2 separate regions of the Pan troglodytes genome follow, and region 1 is linked to region 2. The links are chromatin contacts, called in public HiChIP or PLAC-seq maps. All regions are on one chromosome and are shown on one strand. The core of a region is the stretch at or near the end of the contact, and the rest is flanking DNA. Distances in the headings are between cores, read along the strand shown.

Evidence for each region. HiChIP or PLAC-seq counts read pairs in DNA pulled down with a chosen protein or histone mark.
Region 1: an H3K4me3 HiChIP or PLAC-seq map of stem cell-derived excitatory neurons shows a contact between it and region 2, with 9 times the contacts expected there. The contact joins two enhancer-like sites. A contact is called at or near these places in 5 of 7 Hi-C or Micro-C datasets (blood, induced pluripotent stem cells, lymphocytes and 1 more), 1 of 1 datasets of contacts at active chromatin or transcription factors (stem cell-derived excitatory neurons) and 1 of 1 other capture datasets (stem cell-derived neural stem cells).

Annotation. Positions count from the first base shown.
Region 1 is chr10:8,955,618-8,960,990 of NHGRI_mPanTro3-v2.0_pri, reverse strand. It overlaps CACNA2D4 (calcium voltage-gated channel auxiliary subunit alpha2delta 4), which reads left to right. Exons shown (of 40, transcript XM_063786224.1): 37 at 1,646-1,763; 38 at 3,405-3,520; 39 at 3,809-3,888. Among named protein-coding and RNA genes, the nearest start is that of LRTM2, 24 kb to the left of the region's middle. Within about 2 kb of position 2,885, at least 17 of the 24 cell types and tissues checked have an H3K27ac peak or open chromatin away from gene starts, as enhancers often do. A contact at or near this core is called in induced pluripotent stem cells, stem cell-derived excitatory neurons and stem cell-derived neural stem cells, where this site is marked.
Region 2 is chr10:8,817,525-8,822,484 of NHGRI_mPanTro3-v2.0_pri, reverse strand. LOC129136497 (a long non-coding RNA gene) reads left to right here. Exons shown (of 3, transcript XR_010148237.1): 2 at 423-594. Among named protein-coding and RNA genes, the nearest start is that of ADIPOR2, 9.4 kb to the left of the region's middle. Within about 2 kb of position 1,719, at least 20 of the 24 cell types and tissues checked have an H3K27ac peak or open chromatin away from gene starts, as enhancers often do. A contact at or near this core is called in induced pluripotent stem cells, stem cell-derived excitatory neurons and stem cell-derived neural stem cells, where this site is marked.

The DNA of each region.
Region 1 (5,373 bases), core at 1,636-4,135, 140 kb before region 2:
GCAATGAGCCTGGCCTTTCACAGCACTCACTGCCCGGGCGCCTGGGCCCTCCATGACTGCAGGAGGCCATCTTGCCTCAGCGGGCTCTGCTCAGTTCCTCCGTGTTCATAGAACCTTTGCCATGGGGTTCCAGAACTTCCCACCACCTGGGCTGTCCCCAGCTTATCCCATCTCTTCATCTCCGCTGTGGTCCCCTCTCCGGCTTGCTCTTCGTTCTCTTCTGCTGGCCTTGGCTTGGGGCTTCCTCTGCCCCTGGGCTCAGGGCAGTTCGGGCTGTGTCTCCCGACTCCTTCTGGACTCACATCCGCGATCGGGTGGGGCTGCTCTGGGGTGTTCACAGTCACTAGGTGTCAGTGACAGGACACTGTCCCCTCTGTCTCTGTCAGCAGCTGCATCTTGCAAAAGTTGAAGATGATCTCCCTCAATCTGCCTGCTCAGAATTTCTCTTCTCTGGGGTACCTGTCCCCTGGAGCTCCTCCCCCTGGCCTGGCAGTCCTGGCCTGGCCTGCGCAGGTGTCAGTGTCCTCAGTGAAGGCGCACTGGACTTGGAGTCCCAGGCCGGGGCATAGGTGCTGCAGCCCCTTCCACTGCATGACCCTGGGGACGCCACTCAACCCTGCCATTGTCAGGCAGGCTTCTGTGCCCAGCCCTGGGGACAAAACTCACAGCCCTGGCCGCTGTGGGCTTGCTCCTCTCGGTGAGGGTTTTCTGCACGCCAGCTAGTGTCCCCTCTGGGTTTCCAGCTCTGGCTGGGAGCTTCTGGATTTGGAAGTTGGGGAGACCCATGCTGTCCTGTAGGACTCTGCATGAGCCTGGGAAGGTAGCTCACACCTGTGCTCCCTGCCTCTAGGTCTATCCCTGGGGGCCACAGCCAGGCCCTGAGAACAGAAGGGCCATGCAGACAGCCTGTGTGGCAGGGCCCTGCTCTGCCATGTGCCCACCTCAGGAGGCTCCGGGAGGGAACAGACTTGGGTCCCGCAGAGTGGGGCTGAGGCACTCGCCTCCACCTTTGGTTGAGTCCACTGTCCTTGTCCCAGGGAGCTAAGGCAAATCGCGCAGCCCCCGAGGAGTCCCGCACCGGGCGGCTGTGGCTTCTGGGCTTCCGCAGCCCCAGGCCTGGAGCCCACCTGCCCGGCTGCCCCCACCGCAGGCGCTCAGGCTCAATGGGTGGAGTGTGGGCCTGGCTATGCGGGAGAGCAGGGCAGGATTGCCCAGGAACTGCACTGCGTCTGTCCACAGTGAAGGGAGGGGTGGTGGGCCTAAGTACCCCCAAGCCACCCCTTGGTGCCCCTACTGCCTCTGCTCCCCGCTCAGACCCTCCCCGGGGATCTGAGTGCTGGAAGGAGCCCTGGAGATGGTGCACTGCCCCCAGCTCACAGCGAGGGCCAGGCTCCCCGAGAGGAAGCGCTTTCCCTCCACCGAGGCTCAGGGCCCCTGCGGCGCTCCCCGTGCGAAGCCACCCTCTCCAGAGAAATCCGTGTGTCTTCCCTCCCCTCACCCGCCCGGCTCCTCCCACACGTGTCCTGAGAACTGCCTGAGGAGGGACCATCTGCAAATGCACTGGGCCCTGGGAGTGCCGAGGCGAGGTCACCGCAGGCCAGAGGCCCCTTCGGTGGCGTGATGTCCTTTCTCTGTCTGCCCGCAGCCCACAAACACAAGAAGCAGGACCAGCTGCAGCCCTGCGACACGGAGTACCCCGTGTTCGTGTACCAGCCGGCCATCCAGGAGGCCAACGGGATCATCGAGTGCGGGCCCTGCCAGAAGTAAGACCCCAGGGCGGCGCCGCCCGTCCCGCCACACTCCTCCCGCCCTCCGCAAGGCGGAAGTCCGGGCAGGGCCCCCGGAACCCCCAGGGAACCGGCTCCACAGCCGGGAGGAGGGGGATGCTTCTAAGTGCAAAGCCCACGCTCTCGGGGTCTTCCCCCACCGTCCTCAGTGGAGGAGACACGCAGGAGGCGCAAGGTCCTGAGGCGGGCAGGACGGCTGGGGACCGGGACAGCCGGGATGGGGAGAGGTGGTCCCGAGGCCTGACCCTGTGTGTCGAGCCCACCCCACCAAGGCCGCAGCCGTGACCCCACGGCGTCTCTGGGCGAGTGGGCCCTTCAGCGGGTCTCCCCCACCCCTGCTCAGGCGGTGCCCGGGGCGGTGCCAGTGCCCGCGCCTGAGCTGCATGGGGAGAACTCGGAAGGCAGAGGGAGTGTGAGAAGAGAAGCCCGAAAGTGTGCGATGTCCTCGGGTCGCTGGGAGCCCCGCGGGCGCCTCTGTCAGGCTTCCTGCTGTGTGGAAGCCGCTAGTTATAACCCGCCCTGGCCCCGGGGAGGCAGGGAGGCCGCACGGAGGGGTCTCTCCTGCTGACCCCCCGCACCCAAGCCTGGGAGGACCCCCACGCTGGGAATGCAGCGGCCTCCTCGAGGGTCGCCTCAGCCAGACGTGCCGCTCGCAGGGCGGTCCCTAGACCCCCGGGCCCCTGGCACACCATTTAACAGTGCGGCACCTGCGGCGCAGGCATCGGGGGCTCCCTCCTCCCCAACTCCCTGCGCGTCGTGCTGCGCGGGTTTCACCCCGGGTTCTGTGCAGGGTTGAGGGCTGAGGTTAGCGTTCCCTGTGCACTTGTCGCAAAGGCTCGGTGCGAGGATAGAGCCAGCGGGCTCCGGAGTGAAGCGAGGGCTTCAGAGTAGACACTCCTGAATTGAAAACTGGCTCTGCGCTCCCCCGCTTATGACCGTGGGCAAGTGACTTCGCCTCCTCTAGTCTCCATTCTCTCATCTGCAAAATGGGCACAACACCAGCCTCATACAGAGCTGTGAAGGCTGAGAGTATACATGGCTGTGGTGTGCACATTGGGTGTGTGAGACCGCCCATCCCAGGGGAGGCGCTCGGTAGGCGGCCGCTGGGACTGCTGGGAAGGCCGTGGGCCTGGCGGGCGGGCTCCGCCCCACTCCGCGCCACTCCTCGCAGGGCGGCCTCGCCGAGCGCGGGACCACTGCGCCACCTGGTGGCCAAGCTCCAGCGCTGCCGCTTCGCCCGGGCCTGCCCCCACCACCCTCACCCAAAGCAAGTGTTGCCTCGCCCGCCCATTTGCTCGGGACGGTCTTGATTTACGCCTGTCGTCCCTGCATATATTAATAGCAACTCTGCACTCTCCAAAGCGGCCCAGTTTGGACTTCCTCACTGTCTCCAGTCTGCTAGGAAAGGAAATGCAGCAGCAAAGGCTTGTGAGGAAAGCCAGTAGGACTGAGCCATCTGCCAGGCCCGTTCCCTTAGCTGCCCCGACCCGCCCTGCCTCATGGTTCCGGGCTTCCCTGCCACCCTAACTCCACACTAAAGTCTCCAGAAGTTCCTTCCCTAGAAGCCCTTCTCGTGGTCGCCACGGAGCCATCCTCGACTCCCTTTCTTTGCTGCAGGGTATTTGTGGTGCAGCAGATTCCCAACAGTAACCTCCTCCTCCTGGTGACAGACCCCACCTGTGACTGCAGCATCTTCCCACCAGTGCTGCAGGAGGCGACAGAAGTCAAATATATCCTGCAATGCTCGGGGATGTGTGCGGTGGGGGCGGGGGCTGTAGGAGGTGTCTGCAGGGCTCAGATTTTGAGCAGCGGGGCCAGCCTCCTTCACCGCCCGTCTGTCCTCCACAGGGCTCCGTTATTTGTTCTCTAACCCTTCCCCGGGCCCCGGTGCTGCCTCCTGACCCTAAAGCTACTTGCAGGGCAACTGGTGGCACCAGAGCAGGTTCTTCCAGACCTTTTTCCAGTCTGCAGAATGGGCTCCGGTCCTGAGATATTGACCTTAACAGTGGCTTCTGCACATAATGCCTCTGTCAAATGTGACCGGATGCGCTCCCAGAAGCTCCGCCGGCGACCAGACTCCTGCCACGCCTTCCATCCAGAGGTGCGGGTTGAGGCGGATCGAGGGTGGGCCGGATTTTCATCCCCAAACCCTCTGTGCCTGGGTCTGTGCCCCTGCAGACAGGAGCATATAGGGATGCCAATGAACACACCCGTGCCTGTGCTTCTCGGGGGAAACATTTGCGTTTATGCCCTGTGACACTGTGATATAATAAGAAACAGATCTTTAGTCTTTGTCCTGATTCCTGGCAAGCTCCTAAAACCCTTGTTATTTCCTGAATGATTAGGGTGATAGGTGCATCTTTTGTTATAGTGTTTGGTCTTAGTCCCTGGTTCCTTCACAGGCGCCTCTAAGACCCTTGGAATGATAGAGGTATCTTTGTATGCTAATTAGATGACTGGTGGCTGGGGGCCCTAGACAGGATGAGAGCCGGCCACAGGAAACACCAAGTTAGGATTAGAGGGTTGGGACTTTTGGCTCCAAGCCCCTGGCTTCTGGGAAAGGAAGGGGGCTGGAGACTGAGTTGATCACCAATGGCCAAAGATTTAATCAATGATCATAATGAGGCCTCCATAAAATCCCTGAGCCACTGTGTTTGGAGAGTGTCCGAATTGGTGAAAGGGTGTGGGAGCTCTGCGCACCCCGTGCCTTGGCCTACGTGTCTCTTCCACTCAGCCGCCTGACCTGCGTCCTTTATAATAAACTGGTCATGGTGAGGGAAGCACCTTCCTGAGTTTAGTGAGCCACGCTAACAACTCACGGAGCCTGAGACAGGCTCATGGGAACCCTAGATTTACAGCCAGTCTGTCAGAAGGACAGGAGACCTGGGGCTTGCGATTGGCATCTGAAGTGACGGCCACCTTGTGGGACCGAGCCCTGTAACTTGCGAGATCTAATGCTAACTCTCAATAGTGTCAGACTTGAATTGAGTTTCAGGACAGACACCCAGTTGGTGTCCAGAGAGTGGGGTGGGAAAAACCCTTCACATTTGTTGAAGTGGTGGTGTGAAAACACAGCAGAGCCCCTGTGTCATTAAAATACGAAGTCAACCAGGATCCCAAGGTGCTTTAACAAAGAGCCACGCTTCCTAGGGCTTGGGCCCTAGGTGAATTAGAATGCAGTTTTCCCATCTTGTCCTCATTCCCGCTACACTTAGTTCTGAATGATCGAGCAATGTGAGGAGGCCGTCACGTGGATAATAGTCATAGTGGCTGGTACGGATCCAGATCCGAGACCCAGGTGTCAGGCCCTGAGCCGGGTGCTTCATACAGTCTGGCCTGCTGGGACCAGAAACCCCCATCAGAGATGCTCCCAGAGTTGAGGACATTCCGAGAGGATGACCCCGCGGCCACTCCAAGCCTGAGGGCAAGCAGAGAAGGCCGGTGCCCCCCTCCCAGGCTGAGGGGCCAGCCTTTGCTTTTCCCCCAAAAGGTAGGGGCCTAAGAAAGGTAGCAGTGCTTCCCCGGCTTTCCAAAACTCCCCTTTCCCCAGGATTTTGGCCCAAATTAGTGGTGGAAGCCCTTCCCT
Region 2 (4,960 bases), core at 470-2,969:
CTCTCTCCCTTTCTTCATCCCTTCCCTCCTTTCCCTCCTTCCCTCCTTTCCCTCCTTCCCTCCGTCCTTCCTTTCTTCCTTCCTTCCCTTCCTCCTTTCTTCCTTTTTTATCTTTCTCCTTTCCTTTCCTCCTCCTTTAATTCCCTCCTTCCTTCCTTCATCAAATGTTTGCTGCACTGCTAACAGAGTCCATGCTGTGCTTGGTGCGGACAATTCTGTAGCGAACAGTGCGACAGATAACTGGTGCTGCCTTCAGCAAGCCTACAATCTAGCAGGCAGCCTGCAGTGAATCGGCCACTACATAACTCAGCACCCTCTTCCAGAGGCCATCTCTGTCTCTCCAGTGGCCCCAACTGTAGCCGCTCTCGAGCCTCCACCATCAAACTGTGTCCTTAAGAAAATCATTGTTTTCTCCCCACCAGAGGAGAGAGCCGCTAAGTGCTCTGACCCCCTTGCTTCCAGCACGTTCATACGAATTGGGATTTGGTGGCCTCACACGCATAGGCTCACGATCCTCACAGGGGACAGGGAAGACGCCACGATCTGCATTTTACCGACAGGAGGCGCAGGAACTTGCCGGAGATCGCAGAGCAGGTTCGTGCCCAGGTGGTGGGAAGCGACTCAGGCTGGGAGAGACACTGAAGGCCGCCCCGTCCAGCCAGTTGTTTTCCCCGGGGCTCCTGCTTCTGGACGGCCTTCCTAGACAGGAGGGCAGGCTGGGGCGGCCCTGCCTCCCAAGGGCCGCGCTGAGTGCCCAGTGCACCCCTTCACTCCGCACTCTGCCCCAGCGGACCCCCCGGCTGCCTCATGTTCGCGGGCAGGTGCGCTGGGGGGCGGGGCACGGAAGAGCGGGCAGCTCCTCCCGGTTAGAAGCCCTCCTCCCGGCCAGGCCCTGGGCGATGAGCGATGAGAAAGGCAGGGTCCCCGTCCTTGCAGCTGGTGGGTGAGGGGCTAACCGAGCTTCAGGAAGCGCTGCTTGTGCCCTGAGGGAATCTCGCGGAGGGCGAGCGGAGCACACACCGAGTCCTCTCTCCCGACAGCGGACCTCTCAGGAGGGAGGCGGGAAGTGAGGAGGGGGAGGCGGGAAGTGGGGAGGGGGAGGCGGGAAGTGGGGAGGGGGAGGCGGGAAGTGGGGAGGGGGAGGCGGGAAGTGGGGAGGGGGAGGCGGGAAGTGAGGAGGGGGAGGCGAAGGGGCGGCGGAACCTCCGGAGGCGCAGCTCAGGCAGAGCAGGCCGCGGCCACAGAGGGCTGGGGCTGGGGGCGAGAGGAAGTCCGGGAGGGGAGAGGAAGACAGCGGTGGGGCCGCGAGGCCGGGAATCAGGAATCTGGGCAGGGGCAAAGTGGCCCAAGTCTGCAGTGTTCTTTAGCCAGCTCTGCAGTGGGAGAAAACAGGAGGAGAGGGCTGGACAGCGGGCGGTGCAGCGGGGGAAGGGTGAGAGGATGCACGTGTGACTCGCTCTGCGCCCGCGGAGGTGCCCGTCCGCTGGCATGGCCCGCGGGGTGGGGAGTCGCTGCATACGGCCCCTGAAGGCGGCTCCCGGCGAGGGAGGCGGAGCCATTTCCCGAGGGCGGAGCTGCGGCCCCGCCCCCCGCCCCCCGCCTCCCGCCCCCCGCCTCCCGCCTCCCGCCTCCCGCCTCCCGCCTCCGCCCTGCCCCGCTCCGAGTCCGCCGCGAGGCCTTCGAGGGGAGAGGGAACTCGAGGCTGCTGCTGGGGCGGGGTTGGGGTGACTGGCAGTGGGAGAGCCAGGCAGGGGAGGGGCGAAGATGAAGTCAGGGAGGGCACATAGCTCCGGGAGGGCCGTGCCGAGGCGGAGGGCGCAGCAAGGGTGGGGGTCGCAGTGAGCTGCAGGGGGATCGCTGAGCACCGAGGCTTCAGGTCCCGAAGGAGCGGTGGCGCGGTGACAGGGGCCCAGGCGCGGCTCAGCTCGCTGGCGGATGAGGGGCTGGGAGGAAGACGTCCGTGCGCCCCTGACCCTCAGTGCTTTGCAGAAGGGCCCCAGGGTGGGCGGAGGACAGGGACCAAAATGCAGAGAGGATGGTCCGGCTGGAGAGACGGCTGAGCGAAGGGCTGCAACAGTGGGGTGTGAAGACCCTGAGAGCAGCACCTCCCGCCCCCATGGGGGTGCCAGGAGGCGAAGAGCCTTTACCCAGAGGGTTTTCAACTGAATGACATTGTCAAAGAAAAGCCAGGATCCACTAAGGCAAGAAGTATTAAAAGTATTTTAGGGAAAGTCATTTAAAGCTCTATAACATTGTATTTTCATGGAATCTTCTAGATTCTTCCCCTAGAATCAGAGTTAGATTTTCCATTAAGTGAATGAAGCTCAAGTTTCAGGGCCTCTCCCTCGCCTTCTAAGGCCCTGTTCATAATTTCGTATTTGTAATTATTTAAACTGCCCCACCCTGATTATATAACTTTTAGGTCCCACAAAGCTTAGCCAGTCTCTGCCTTAGAACTCCACGAGTTGGGAGGATGAACGAACTTCCACGTTTTGATTTCCAAACAATTTCCCTACCCTTGCATTGTTAAAAGATAAACAGGAATAAGTGTTCTGGCTGTGAGTGAATTTTTTTTCTTAACATGTTTTGGCCTGGATACTATCTGAAGGTGTTACCCAAGCAGTGGGGTGACTTTGCTGAGGACACAGTTACCCAATACTCCCCAGCTCAGGGTGAAGGTTAGGTGGCACGTTGGCGGGACATGTGACTCACATGCACAGGTGTGTTCCTTGGGAGGAAGGCTTGGAACAGGCACCTGTGTGTGCCCAAGTGTTTCTAGCAAACACAGGGACCTGAGTGTCTACGCACAGGCCCACTTTACAGGGGTCTCCTGAGAACTCCTCCCCCTCCTGAGAACTGTGCCTTCCCAGCCAGAAGTCACTCATACAGAATGTTCCCAACTTATGAATGGGCATTGTTCTCAGAAAGAGAATTTGTAAGTCAGTTGTTTAGAACGGGAAGGCATCTCCCCAGATAAACAAGTGTATGTGTGATCTTTGTTATTCAGGAAAGCCTAAAAGAACATCTTGTGTCCCAGAAATCAAGGACTGTACAATGGGAACAGAAAACTCCAGCTGGTGGAATCATGTGGCCCTCAGAAAATGCCTTCCAACTTCTAGCCTGAGATCCTGGGAATCTTCTCCACTGTCACAGACCTTCTGTGAGAAGGGGGGACGCTTCCCAGCTCCACGTCCCTGATGTGGCTGCCATGGCCTGGGGCAGAGGCCAGTGAGGAGAAGCAGCTGGGTGTAGGCGGCCAGGCCCTGGGGGCTAGAGGGGGCAGAGTCCATTCCCAGAGCTCCTTTCAGAGTCCGCTCCCTGTCCATGTCCTCTGAGGGCCCAGGGGTGGGCCTCCTTGCCTTTGCCTTCTTGAAGTTTCCTTGGCCGGGAGCGGTGGCTCACGCCTGTAATCCCAGCACTTTGGGAGGCCGAGGCGGGTGGATCACTTGAGGTCAGGAGATAAGGACCAGCCTGGCCAGCATGGTGAAACCTTGTCTCTACTAAAAAAAAATACAAAAATTAGCCGGGTGTGGTGGCGCGTGCCTGTAATTCCAGCTACTCAGGAGGCTGAGGCAGGAAAATCGCTTGAGCCTGGGAGGCAGAGGTTGCCGTGAGCTGAGATCACGCCACTGCACTCCAGCCTGGGTGACAGAGTGAGACCCTGTCTCAAAAAAAAAAAAAAAAAAAAGTTTCCTAAGTCTTTGATTCTTAGGACAAAGTGGTAAACAGACTGGGGATTTAAAAAAAAAAAAAGGCTCCCATGTGATGGGGGAGTGGAAGGTGGAATGCTCACTTTTCAGGTACTGGCCTTCTCAGGAAACACCAAGACCAACATAGAGAAGGATGGTGGATTTCCGGGTATACAAAAGACCAAACAAATCCAGATCATCAAGGTTAGACCCCTTGCATTTGTGGTTGGCTTCAGTTGAGATGATTCCCAAGAGCTTACATAATAAACTTTACTTTTTAAAAAAGCATATTTTCATTGATCTTGCCATGATATAAGCAAGCTATATCTTATACACTTATCTATATCTATATAAGATATACCATTACCCTTTTCTTTTTTAATACAGGGTCTTGCTCTGTCACCCAGTCTGGAGTACAGTGGCTCGATCCTAGCTCACCGCAACCTCAAACTTCTGGGCACAAGTAATCCTGCTACCTCAGCCTCCCAAAGTGCTGGGATTACAGGCATGAGCCACCATGCCCAGCCTCAATATTTTAAAAGTTTATATTTTACAAAAGGCTTTCACATCCATATGATTTAATTTGAAGTAGAGAGAGTATTATTTCTGTTTTATTGCTGAAGAAACTGCCTGAATCACTTAACTAGTTGGTTGGGAAGCCAGGTCCTCTGTACTGAATCTTGTGCCCTTGCTGTTTTTAGAGGCTGATTAACCCCTGAAAGGGAGACGGGACACACAGAACCCTCTAGCTGAAATGAATCTCCAGAGAATGTCTGGTTTTCTCCCTGGCTCTAGACTCTACTAAATTCTAAAAACATCTAAATGCTCTTCTTTTCTTAAACTTCTCTGGGGAATGAAATCTATCCTCTCAGTTACCTGTCCCAGCAACAAATAGCCGCTCTGTTTAGAAATCCATGCTGTAAGGCTGGGCGCGGTGGCTCACGCCTATAGTCCCAACAATTTGGGAGGCCAAGGCGGGCGGATCACCTAAGGTCAGGAGTTTGAGACCAGCCTGGCCAACGTGGCAAAACGCCATCTCTACTAAAAATACAAAAATTAGCCAGGCGTGGTGGCACACGCCTGTAGTCCCAGCTACTAGGGAGGCCGACGCAGGAGAATCGCTTGAGCCCGGGAGGTGGAGGTTGCAGTGAGCCGAGATCTCACAACTGCACTCCAGCTGGGCAACGAGCAAGACTGGGTCTCAAAAAAAAAAAAAAAAAGAAAAAGAAAAAAGAAAGCCATGCTGTATTTCTATCTTTGGTCTTTTTTCT